Linked DNA regions of Mus musculus: region 1 is linked to region 2. Evidence: chromatin contacts called from public promoter capture Hi-C data. All regions are on one chromosome and are shown on one strand. Each heading gives the region's core, a stretch centred on a gene start, on an enhancer-like site or on the middle of the called end of the contact. The rest is flanking DNA. Distances are from core to core; before and after follow the strand shown.

Region 1 (5,146 bases), core at 1,530-4,029, 1.2 Mb after region 2:
TTGGAGGTAGTGGACAAGTCCATTTCCCTGATCGTTGTGAGAGGAGCAGGACTGTGAGACTATGCATGTATACAAACTTATTATTGTATATATTGATTGTGCACAGAATCTTGTGTGGAAAGCTAGATAAAAGGAGTAACTAAGTAACTGTCAAACTAAGCATTATGAGCAGCACATATTAAGTGTCCTTAACACATGTGTATATGCAGTACAGAATGAACAGTGGTCCTGAGTGAGTCAGAGACAAATAAATCATAGAAAGGAGGTGAACTACGGCAGGAGGATGGACCCTCGAGGGTAGTCATGGCTGACTGGCAGCTGGAGATGCAGACTGTACCTTGAGGAGGGAAGCCCTGCTTCAAGGTATTGGCCTCTGGAAATGTGATGACTTATATCTAAAACTTGTGGATCATCCTACTCCTAACCCATTCCCTTTTTTACTCCTAAAGTAGGTCACTTTGACACACGTTCCTGTCCCTTCTTGAGGAATATTCAAAATACTTCCTCTACAAAGAGATATAGCAAGTACCCCTTGTATTCTGCTCCGTCCTGCGGTTCCCACTTCCCCTTCCTAAAAGCAAATGTGCTTTCACTCTCCGAGGAGAACTATAAAGAGGAGGGAGGACGCGTGTGCTGTTTGCTCTGACCTACTAAAGCATTCTGCCCCGGGACTATAAAACACGGACGTTCAACTCTTGAAAAACACAACATTTTGCCATCTATTGACCTGGAAATAATTCCCATAGAAGGCTCTGGAGGTTTGCGACAAAGGTCACCCACGTTAGTGTGGCCCCCGATACCACAAGTGCAGAATCCAGCGCTTTCCCCCACCCCACCCTCCAGTGAGGCTGAAAATCTATGAGCAATGGCTAGCGAAGCAAATGATTTAATGCCTCAGGGAAAAAGTGGATAATATATATTCAACACGCTATCATAACTTCTGTCACAATAGCTAAAGCAGAACTAGACCTTATAATTCCTTTATAACATATATAATATATATATATAATATAACATTATAATTCCTTATAATGATTCCTTAAATCATTTATCATTAACAGGGCTGAAGCACTTGCTTGGCATGCAAAACGTTCTTCCTCAGCGATAGCGTTTCTGACCCTGACGTAGCCAGAGTGCCCATGCTCTGCTTCAGCAGCACGTGGGAAAGCAGGAATGAGGCAGAAGGGAATCAGCTTGCAAATGGCCACCGACGAGAAGCCATGTCCGAGGGCTCTGCCGGGGCTGCTGCTTGCAAGGGTTTTGTTTTTCAGAGGCCCTACCAGACTCGGTGATTTTTACAGTTGTGCATGTTTTCTGAAAACCAGAAGAAGTGGGATGGGGAGGACATGAGAACCCCAGAAACACAGAAAAATGGAAACTTCATAAAAATGAATATTGGGAGACACCCTGGTTGTAAAGGAAGGATATTGAGCAGATCTGATATTGCCCAATTGGAATTCAGATAATAGTAGAAGAACCCACTGTTCTCTTTGGTCCAACTCTAGCAAAGTTACGGTCCAGTCCTGGCTTGAGCAAGGCGGATGACCCCTGTTTGTGGTCTATTCAAACCCTGAGAAATGCTGAGAGCAGCTCTCTATAGCACCTGCCTCCTCTGCGCCTGCCCCATGCCAAGCCGCACCCAGCGCCGCAGCAAGTGCGGACCCATTGCAGGAGAGGCCCCGCTCCATCTTGAAAGAACTTGTTCTAGTTTCAAAGCAGGCTCCCCATCTCTGTAGCCTCCCCTCCCAACAAACAAGCCAAAGGTATGTTGGCATGCGTCCAGAAATTCAGGCGTGGCCCACACAATGTTGATTTAGTGTTCATAAGTACACACACGGGGCGTGAAACTTGTAAGCAATCTATCCGCCTTCCTGAGTGAAGAGACTTGCCACCAGAAGCAGCTAGCCTAACAGTTTGTCACCAGTGTCGCCTCTCCTCAGAAGGGATCACTTTCCTCCCTAGGAATCTCCATCAAGCTCAAATGCAGTGACATCTGGGTCTGCCCAAGGGCCCTCACCTGTGCATTTGCATGTCCGGTTGAAGAATTTTCTCGGCCATTGCTCACGGTCATCCTGGTTTCGAAGGATATAAGGGCCACTCCAGGGTCTGGTGTCTGTTTGCACCTCTGCGCACTGCCCCCTGCCCTCTAGAAATCCACAGATGTTGGTTGCCTCGGGACCCAGAGGCGGGCAGCATTCCTTGTTCAGCACGCCATCCAAGGTCATGCAGACTCGGGGAAACTGAGCCCGAGCTCTGAGCAGAATTCCGCAGCCCAGACAACCCAGCAGAAGCCCCCATCCCACAAGGCCCATGCCTTCTTAATTGGGAGGCCTGGCCCGGCGTCCCACCTGGTTTCTGTCTGACTTTACTCCTTGTCTTCCACTCCTGAGTTCTGGAACCTTTACTCACTCAAATTGCCTTTTCTTTTTTCTTTCCTTTCCTCTTCTCTTCTTTCCTTTTCTTTGGGTTTAGTTCTAGCCCTTTCCTCTCCTCTCAAAATTCCCACCTAAATCACAGAGCCTACACGTGTGCACATGTGTACACGCACATGCAATTTTATGTGACTCAAACAACTAACACTGATTTAATTTCATCCGAAGCTCCTCTAACATCAGGTTTAATGAGGGGAGCGCTTCTCGCCAGTCTTCCTTGTTAAATCAGGCTCTGTCTAATTGAGTTAATTTACAGAGTGCTCCAGCCATACTGCTTATTATGCTGCTGTTTCTAAGCCTCCTCCTTCTCTCCCTAGCCCTTGACCTTAATTGCCTTGAACTCAGTTCAAAAGCCAAGCACCGTGTTGCCTTTATTCTCTCTGGCTCGCCAAGCCACGGGGCCCTGGTGGGGCACGGGGGGGGGGGGGGGGGCGGAGGGATGGGAGAAGCCATCATTAAGGGGATTATAACCAGAGAAATCCTCTTTGTTAGCACATGACCCTAAGTGCACAATGAAGCTGATAAAGTGTCTGGCTTTGTGTCAGGAGGGTAAAATCAGCCTCTTTATTGGGCTCATGTGTCCCAGCCAAGCTTGTGACCTCAGACTTCCCAGTGCGTCAATAGATAGAGGGAGCATTCCGTCAAAGGCCCTTTATAGACCTGTGCATTGCTAAGTACTTCTCCCCCATGACTGCTGGCTGACATGGGAGAGAGACCGCCACAGGAGATCACACCCCCCCCCCCCCCCAATAAAGAAACGTTTATTTAAAGCCAGTGTACAAGGAGCTGTTTTGTTGCACAATTAGGCATCCTCCTGCTTCCAAATAATAGCCCCCTCTTCTCTTGTTCAGCACATCCATGAAGCAGATTTGTATTTAATTTGCGTGGAACCGTATGCTACCAATTATTCACAGTTGTCATTTCTCTGCAATTGGACAAACTGGAGTGGGACTTGCAAGGAAATCTTTCGATTGCATTGAGGTTTGGCATAATCAAGCTTTAATTTAGGAAGGTGTACCCCTATGTGCTTCCTCTAGGTACCACGGGCTGTGCAGATGGACCGTGGCGGCCATTTGCCAGAGCATTAGTCCCTTCCTGGTGCGAACAGGACTGTCGTGGTGTCATGAGATCTATACAAATTGCCGACTTAGAATTGTTCCAGTTGGAGTCTAAGAGTGCCTTGAACGTGAATGTCAAGTGCCTTGTTAGTTTCAAAGGAATTCTTAAGGTTGAGAAACGTACACAGCAGCCAGGTGTGTGTGCCTGTCTGCTAAAGACCCATGACTTTAATCCCAACATTCAGAAAGCAGAGGCAGGGTGATCTATGTGAGTTGGAAGCCAGCCCAGTCTACATCGTGAGTCTCAGGATAGCCATGGCTACGTAGAGAGACCCCATCTTAAAAAGAAAAGGAGAAGGAAGAAAGGAAAATACACAGGTGTCCCTACACCCCTGTGGTATTAAGGTGTGACTAACCCAATATCAGTTTGTATTTCTGGGTTCTGGACATTGAATGGGACTCTTAATGATATGTTCAAGGCATCAGCGATGTAAGTGTGTGTGCATGTGTGCATGCAGGCATGCAGATGTGTGCATTTACAGTATATGTGCTGTGGAAGGCATGCATGCCCACATGTTTGTATATGCATGTGCAGGTGGATGACAAAGACCAACATAAATGGTTTGCCTACTCACTTTCCACTTTGTTTTTTGCGACAGGGTCTCCCACTGAACCTTTGGGTAGTGGCTGACCAGAAAGCTCCAGGGATTTCGCCTCTCCGGCACAGGGACTACAGGAGTCTACCACCATTCCTGGCTTCTTATGTGGGCACTGGGGGTCTGAAGTCAGGTCCCCACACTTACAAGCATGTTACTGACTGAGCCATCTCCCCAGCCTCACATCAGTGTTTTCTAAACTCTCTTCCAGGTTCTACTGCACAGCCAGAGTTGCAAGCCACGGTATGAGAATGAGGTAGAGCTGTAGACGATGCTTGCCGTCGTTGGCTAAGGGACCAGGTGCATTCCTTTCTTAGGCTTGACTATGCTAGGATCATAATACCTAACAGTTGTAAAGACTTAGAGGCTTTGGGGACCCCATTCATTCTGTCTTTTTACTGACTTCCACTTCACGTCGCCACTGTGAAACCTGCTGTTCTGAGCAGCAGTGAAGTTTGGAAGATGCCATCATCAGATTTCTAGGAACCTGAAATTGAGGGACATTTCTCACATCAGAATGACCCATTTCCTTTTCGTTGTAGCACCTGCCATGCAACCCAGGTCATCTGAGGCTTTACACAAAAGTTCTCACCTCACCCCAGGATTCCTTCCCTGGGCCGGCTCTCACCTGCAAGTCTCAGACTCATAGCCAACTTCCTCCCAGAAGGGCTTAGACCCTTCAGAGCAGAATTTTGCTGTCTTGTCACATTGATCCTCTGCTCTAAGGACTAAACACCACCATGGTCCTTGAATCTTTGGTTTCTCTTTCTTCCTTTCCCGGCAATGATTTCTGAAGCACTTAGAGTGATGACAAACATTGTTCCATGTGCTACCCAGGGTGGTCAGCAGATCCCAGCCTGTGTGCTTCTGACCTACATTAGGATGGATACAGTAAAGACAGAAACTGGGATATAGCATTTAGAAGCTTGGCCATTGACATACACTCTTGCACATGATCGGTCAGGTGCCAGCCTGGAGGGTCATTCGCACTGACACCATG
Region 2 (5,119 bases), core at 1,680-4,179:
ACATCTAAAACAGAAAGTTGTTAGAAGTGGGTTTTTTTTAATATACATACACATTCATGAAAAATCTATTTCTAGAAAATGCATGTATAGAACTTTTAAATTTACTTTATTGGTTAAAGATCCATTTACTTTTCATTCATGGATATATTGCCTGCATGAGTGTTTGTGCACCACATATGTGCCAGGTGCCCACAGAGGCCAGAAAAGAGTTTATATTCCCTGGGACTGGAATTAAAGATGCTGGGAAGTGAACCTGGGTCCTCCAGCAGAGCAGCAATGCCCTTTATCACGGAAGCATCTTTCCAGACTCATGAAACTGTCTCAAAGAAAAGGGAGAGGAAGAGGGAAAGACAGAAGACAGATGTACAAGTAGAAAGAATCAGAAAAGAGACAGAGGGAGTGGAGAGATGTGGTCTTATGTCCCACATTAAAGGCCTATGCCTGGAGTTTTTTGACTGCCAGATGTTAACAAACAAAGCAAGCAAGGTAAAGAGTATTATGATGTCACTGTCACATGCTCTACAGTACTCAGGGGCCCTGCATTCCAGCCACCCCACCCTCACCACTCACCCCACCAAGGGGAAGCCGAAGGATGTGATCCTCTGAGTAATGACATGAATACAAATGTCATCTGTGTCCGCACATCATGGACATCTTCAATGGAGCCTCTTCCACTTCCGCAGGGACCACAAAGCTATGGCTTCAAGTGACAACCTGACAAATTAGAAAAATTAAATAAATGGAACGAATACAATTATTAAGGCATATTTGACTCATGAGATACAAATTTGTTGTCTGAACTTCTGAGAGGTTGATTGTGTTTGTTCCAGAAGCTAGTATCAATTACAGGAACTGATGTAGTAGATGGGTGTTCTGATTACTCGTCAATCACTTTGATAAAATGCCTTGACAGAAATCAGCTAAGAAAAAAGTATTTTTCTCTCATAATTTCAGATTATAGTCATTACTATGGGTAAGTCAAGTTGACTGAAATTTGAAGCAGCTGGTCATTTCATATGCAAAGTCAAGAACAGAGAGAAAGGAATTAATACTTGTGGACTTAACCTCTCCTAGCTCACTATCTCCACTTTCTACAGTCTAGGCGTCACAGCCTAGGGAATGGCACCACCTACAGTGGGTGGTTACTCTCCCCTCTGTGTAATCAGTCAATGTAATGTAATGAAGACAATCCCCACTGGCAACTTTTCCTTTTCAGGCCAAAGTTATCCAGAGAAGCCTTTCAGGGCACTCTCTTTATAAGCAATTCTAGATGGCTTAAAGTTGACAGTTGAAACAAATCATGACAATGGGTATGTGGTCAGATCCGAGATGTATGTAAATCCCTTTGCCAATCATATGTTGATATGTTAAGTAAGTTATGTAAGTCCCTCTGCCAATTGGATGCGGATAAAGTTAAGTCAGGTGTTAAAAGAATTAAACCTGGAAGGTGGATTAATGTAAGTTTGGGAGCTGGGACATCAATGTCAACCCCCAAGGACACTAGAAGGCTTTCACAAGGTACTGAAAGCACCCAAGAGTCAATGGCAAGCATAAAATAACTTCTGAGAGCTTGTGATATTCCAATCCTCTCTTTCACTGTGTCTTCACATCTGGAGTCTATTTTATGATATTTTGTGACATTATTTTTAAACTTTAAAAAGCTTCATGAAAGTGGAAATCTTACCTGCTTCTTAACTTAATGTTCTGTCCTTATTTATTGCTAAGTTATGAAATTCTGAGTGGGGTTGGAATGATGTTTGCTGGAAAAGTGTGAGCTCAGGAGGACATATGTGAATAGGAGAAGCTTGCTATTTCTTTTTAAAAGTATATGTGTAGAGAGAGTGTATTTTTCTTTTATGTTGAGAAAGAGTAATGTGCAGGCAGAGATGCTGAGGAGGTGGCTTCGTAAGGAAAGTGTTTTCCACACAAGTATTCCAGCTTGAGGGCCAGGGTTCCGATTTCCTGAACCCAGTTGAAAGCTGGATGGACATGGTGGTCAGCCTGTAATCCCAGTGCATGCAATCTCAGAGAACAAATGCCAGAGAGAGATGACTAGCTAATCTAGATGATTCATGAGCCTCCTGGGAAGACATCAGATCTCACACCTGTGGCTTCATACATGCACACACATATACCATTCATACGTACCTATGCAAAACAGGATGGGGAAGAGACAGAGGACACAGAGAGTGTGAGAAACACTGGACCAACGTAAGACAGTGACAGCAGAGAACCTGTGAATAAACTGGAGAACAAAAACAAGCTGGTGTCCTTTCAACTTCAAGAGAAGACCTAAGGATGGATATGGATCCAAGCAAATTTGCAGTAGATGAGAATTGCTTTGAAAGTGATCATATGGAGGACAGGTTATGGATGGGGTCAACTCCCACAGACAGGAACAGGTTAGGGATGTTTATAGAGAAAGAAAAAACATGCCAAGGAGATAGAAGCAAAACAAGATGCCCTACAGTGTTAAAGGTGCAGATTAGATGTGCGTCTATGAATTTTTAGACCATGAAAATCAGAAAGCAACATTTCACACTCATTCAACATGTATTTACTTAGCTTATTTTATTGTAAGACACGGCGATTGCTGCAGGGATCCAAGTGTGTTAACGATGGTACTGCTTTGTATTTATAGTGGGTGAGGCACAAACAATCCGTCTTCCCGGTGAAAACAAACCAACATATTAGTTGTTGGCAGGTAGACAAAATTATTGGCTGTGTGAAATTTTCCCTTCTCAGCCTGTTGTTTTATTGGAGTGGTACACCCAGGTTCCCTGCTTTATTACTCAAGTTAAGGCATTTAATGTGTACTCTCCCTGACCTTCAGTGGATAAATCACAAGGAGACTGACAGAGTCTGCAAACAAGGCTGATGAAACCTGGCTGTGGGGGAGCCATCGTCCTTCCCATCTTGCTTCCTAGCTGCCTTTGTGCCTCTAAAGTTCCATCTTCCCTTCCCTCTTTTTTATAGGCTAATCTCCATGTAAATAGTCTGATAAGTATGTTAATTCAAAACATTGACTCTCAAAGAAAATAGAGAAGCCATCAGGAGAAGCTGTTCACAAGCATGCCTGTGCTTGAGAGCACTGCCATTCATTTTCTGGAGCCGTAATGCTAGACACCATGATCTCTGCCAGCTTAATATCTAGATATTAGGTCCATATGGTGCTGGCTCCTAAGAGTAGTTGATATGGGGTCTTGGGAAATGGCTCAGAACTTAAGGGAACACATCACGATTCCAGAGGATCTAGATTAGATTCCCAGCACCCAGTCTGGTGGCTCACAACTGCCTGTGACTCTGATGGAGTCTGACAACTCTGACCTTTGTGGGCATCTGCAGTCTTCTACAAAGCTCACACACACACACACACACACACACACACACAGAGAGAGAGAGAGAGAGAGAGAGAGAGAGAGAGAGAGAGAGAGAGCGCACAACATAAAAATGTAAAAGACTAAATATGCTGGTTAGGCAGCTGGTGACTGGGGTTCCTGGTACCAGCATGCTCATTTGCATCTCTCCAAGATGTTTCGCTCCCAGACCTGTAGCAGAGAAGAGATGTGCCTCCTGTTGCTATGGGATGTGCCTCCTGTTGCTATGGGATCTAGATGTTTCATGGCCTGCCTTCCCTGATTGGTAAAACAGGAAGCAGAGAGGGAATGACCAGTGAGGTTGGCATCAGCAAGACTTGAGTATGATGAGAGCCAGAGAAAGTGACAGACTTTTCATGTTGGTTAGTCAGAGGGAGATGAAGAACCCATGTCTTCTTCACAGGTGACTATGGGTCCACTGGTCATTTTTACCTAGACCACATTCATTGTCCATTGTATTCAAGAATATTATTGTCATAATTGTTTGGTTGGTTTCTAGAGAAAGACATAGTATATTTGCCCCAAAAACCCTTCAACATCAATTCTGGACATCAGAGCCAAAAGAGTATTGGGCAAATAGCTCTCTGATACCTTCATTTTCTCCTTACGGAGTGTTGTTTTGAGAATGTTAAATGTAATTCGATGTTATGCTTTGTGATCTATGAAGCCAGCTTGGGGGAAATCACTGAACTCCAGTGGAGAGTTTGTCCCTGCATACCTTATCTCTCTGCTCCATTAGTGAATCAACTCGAATGACCTGTGAATTATTCCACTAGAATAGCAGAATAGTAATAACAGTCAATTAAACTAATTTCCAGATTCTCCTACTAGCTTTTACCAAGGTCATTGAACCAAACAAAATTTCAGAAAAATTAATATTCTGTCTCCTTTTTATTAAGTCATCTCCAATGGGCTTAAGGAGAAAGAAGGGTTGAATGCCAGTCTGATTTTATCTTTTAAATCCTCCTCATCTCCTTAACTAAATCCACTGTTAGGCTTGTTAGGGAAGTAGAAGCAAGCATAACCCATGTAATGCACACAGGAGCAGGAGAATGGAAGGCTGCAGTGGATGCGATGTTTATCACTCCAGCACAGAATGTTTATTTATACTCCTTGGTTGCCTGCCTTCTTGTGTGCCTGGGCTTTTGTATACAGCCCCCACCCTGGCTTCACAGCTATCTGTGTAACTAAGGCTGTCCTATGGGAGATGCAAAAACGGAACACATGCTTCCCTGTACTCCTTCCTATTAATATTACATTTAATTATTGAAGCTTATGCCATTGTTAGTTTAATCTAATTTCAAAGATATTTGCATTTTAAAATATTAATGTGTAATTTCTATGTATATTATTTAGATCCGACCTCTTGTATATCTACCTTTTGAACTACATATTTCTCTGAACACTCTAACCTAGGCCAGTTTCCCATTTTCATCATTCCAGTTGCCACAGAAACCTGCCTTGTGAGCCCTTTTTTCCAACCATTCACTAAGTACTTCAAAATTCTTGAAGACTGAATGCTAAGTGCAGTAAGTCAAAGGAAAAAAATTCCACATGATTCCATTTATATGATGTAGCTAAAATAGTAAAGTCATAGACTTAGAGAGGAATGTTGCTCAGCCTAGCTGAGGGAGTTACCAGATAGTGAGTATAATGTTTCAGCTAAGCAGTGTGAAAAACCTTGCAGACTCACTGTGTACCACAGTGCTTACAATTAATTCTGTATGTGAACAACTCTGCAG

The links. Promoter capture Hi-C pulls out the DNA fragments that hold promoters and counts their contacts.
Region 1: a contact with region 2 is called in a promoter capture Hi-C map of embryonic stem cells, with 6 times the contacts expected there. The contact joins the promoter of Dct here to the enhancer-like site in region 2. A contact is called at or near these places in 5 of 39 promoter capture datasets (the 3T3-L1 cell line, embryonic stem cells, hippocampal neurons and 2 more) and 1 of 115 datasets of contacts at active chromatin or transcription factors (embryonic stem cells).

The regions. Positions count from the first base shown.
Region 1 is chr14:118,049,467-118,054,612 of GRCm38.p6, forward strand. Dct (dopachrome tautomerase) reads right to left here and starts at 2,780. Exons shown (of 8, transcript NM_010024.3): 1 at 2,018-2,780. The coding sequence starts at 2,312.
Region 2 is chr14:116,866,637-116,871,755 of GRCm38.p6, forward strand. Gm52093 (a long non-coding RNA gene) reads right to left here. Exons shown (of 3, transcript XR_003951001.1): 2 at 571-714. Among named protein-coding and RNA genes, the nearest start is that of Gm52093, 11 kb to the right of the region's middle. Within about 2 kb of position 2,930, at least 6 of the 459 cell types and tissues checked have an H3K27ac peak or open chromatin away from gene starts, as enhancers often do. A contact at or near this core is called in embryonic stem cells, where this site is marked.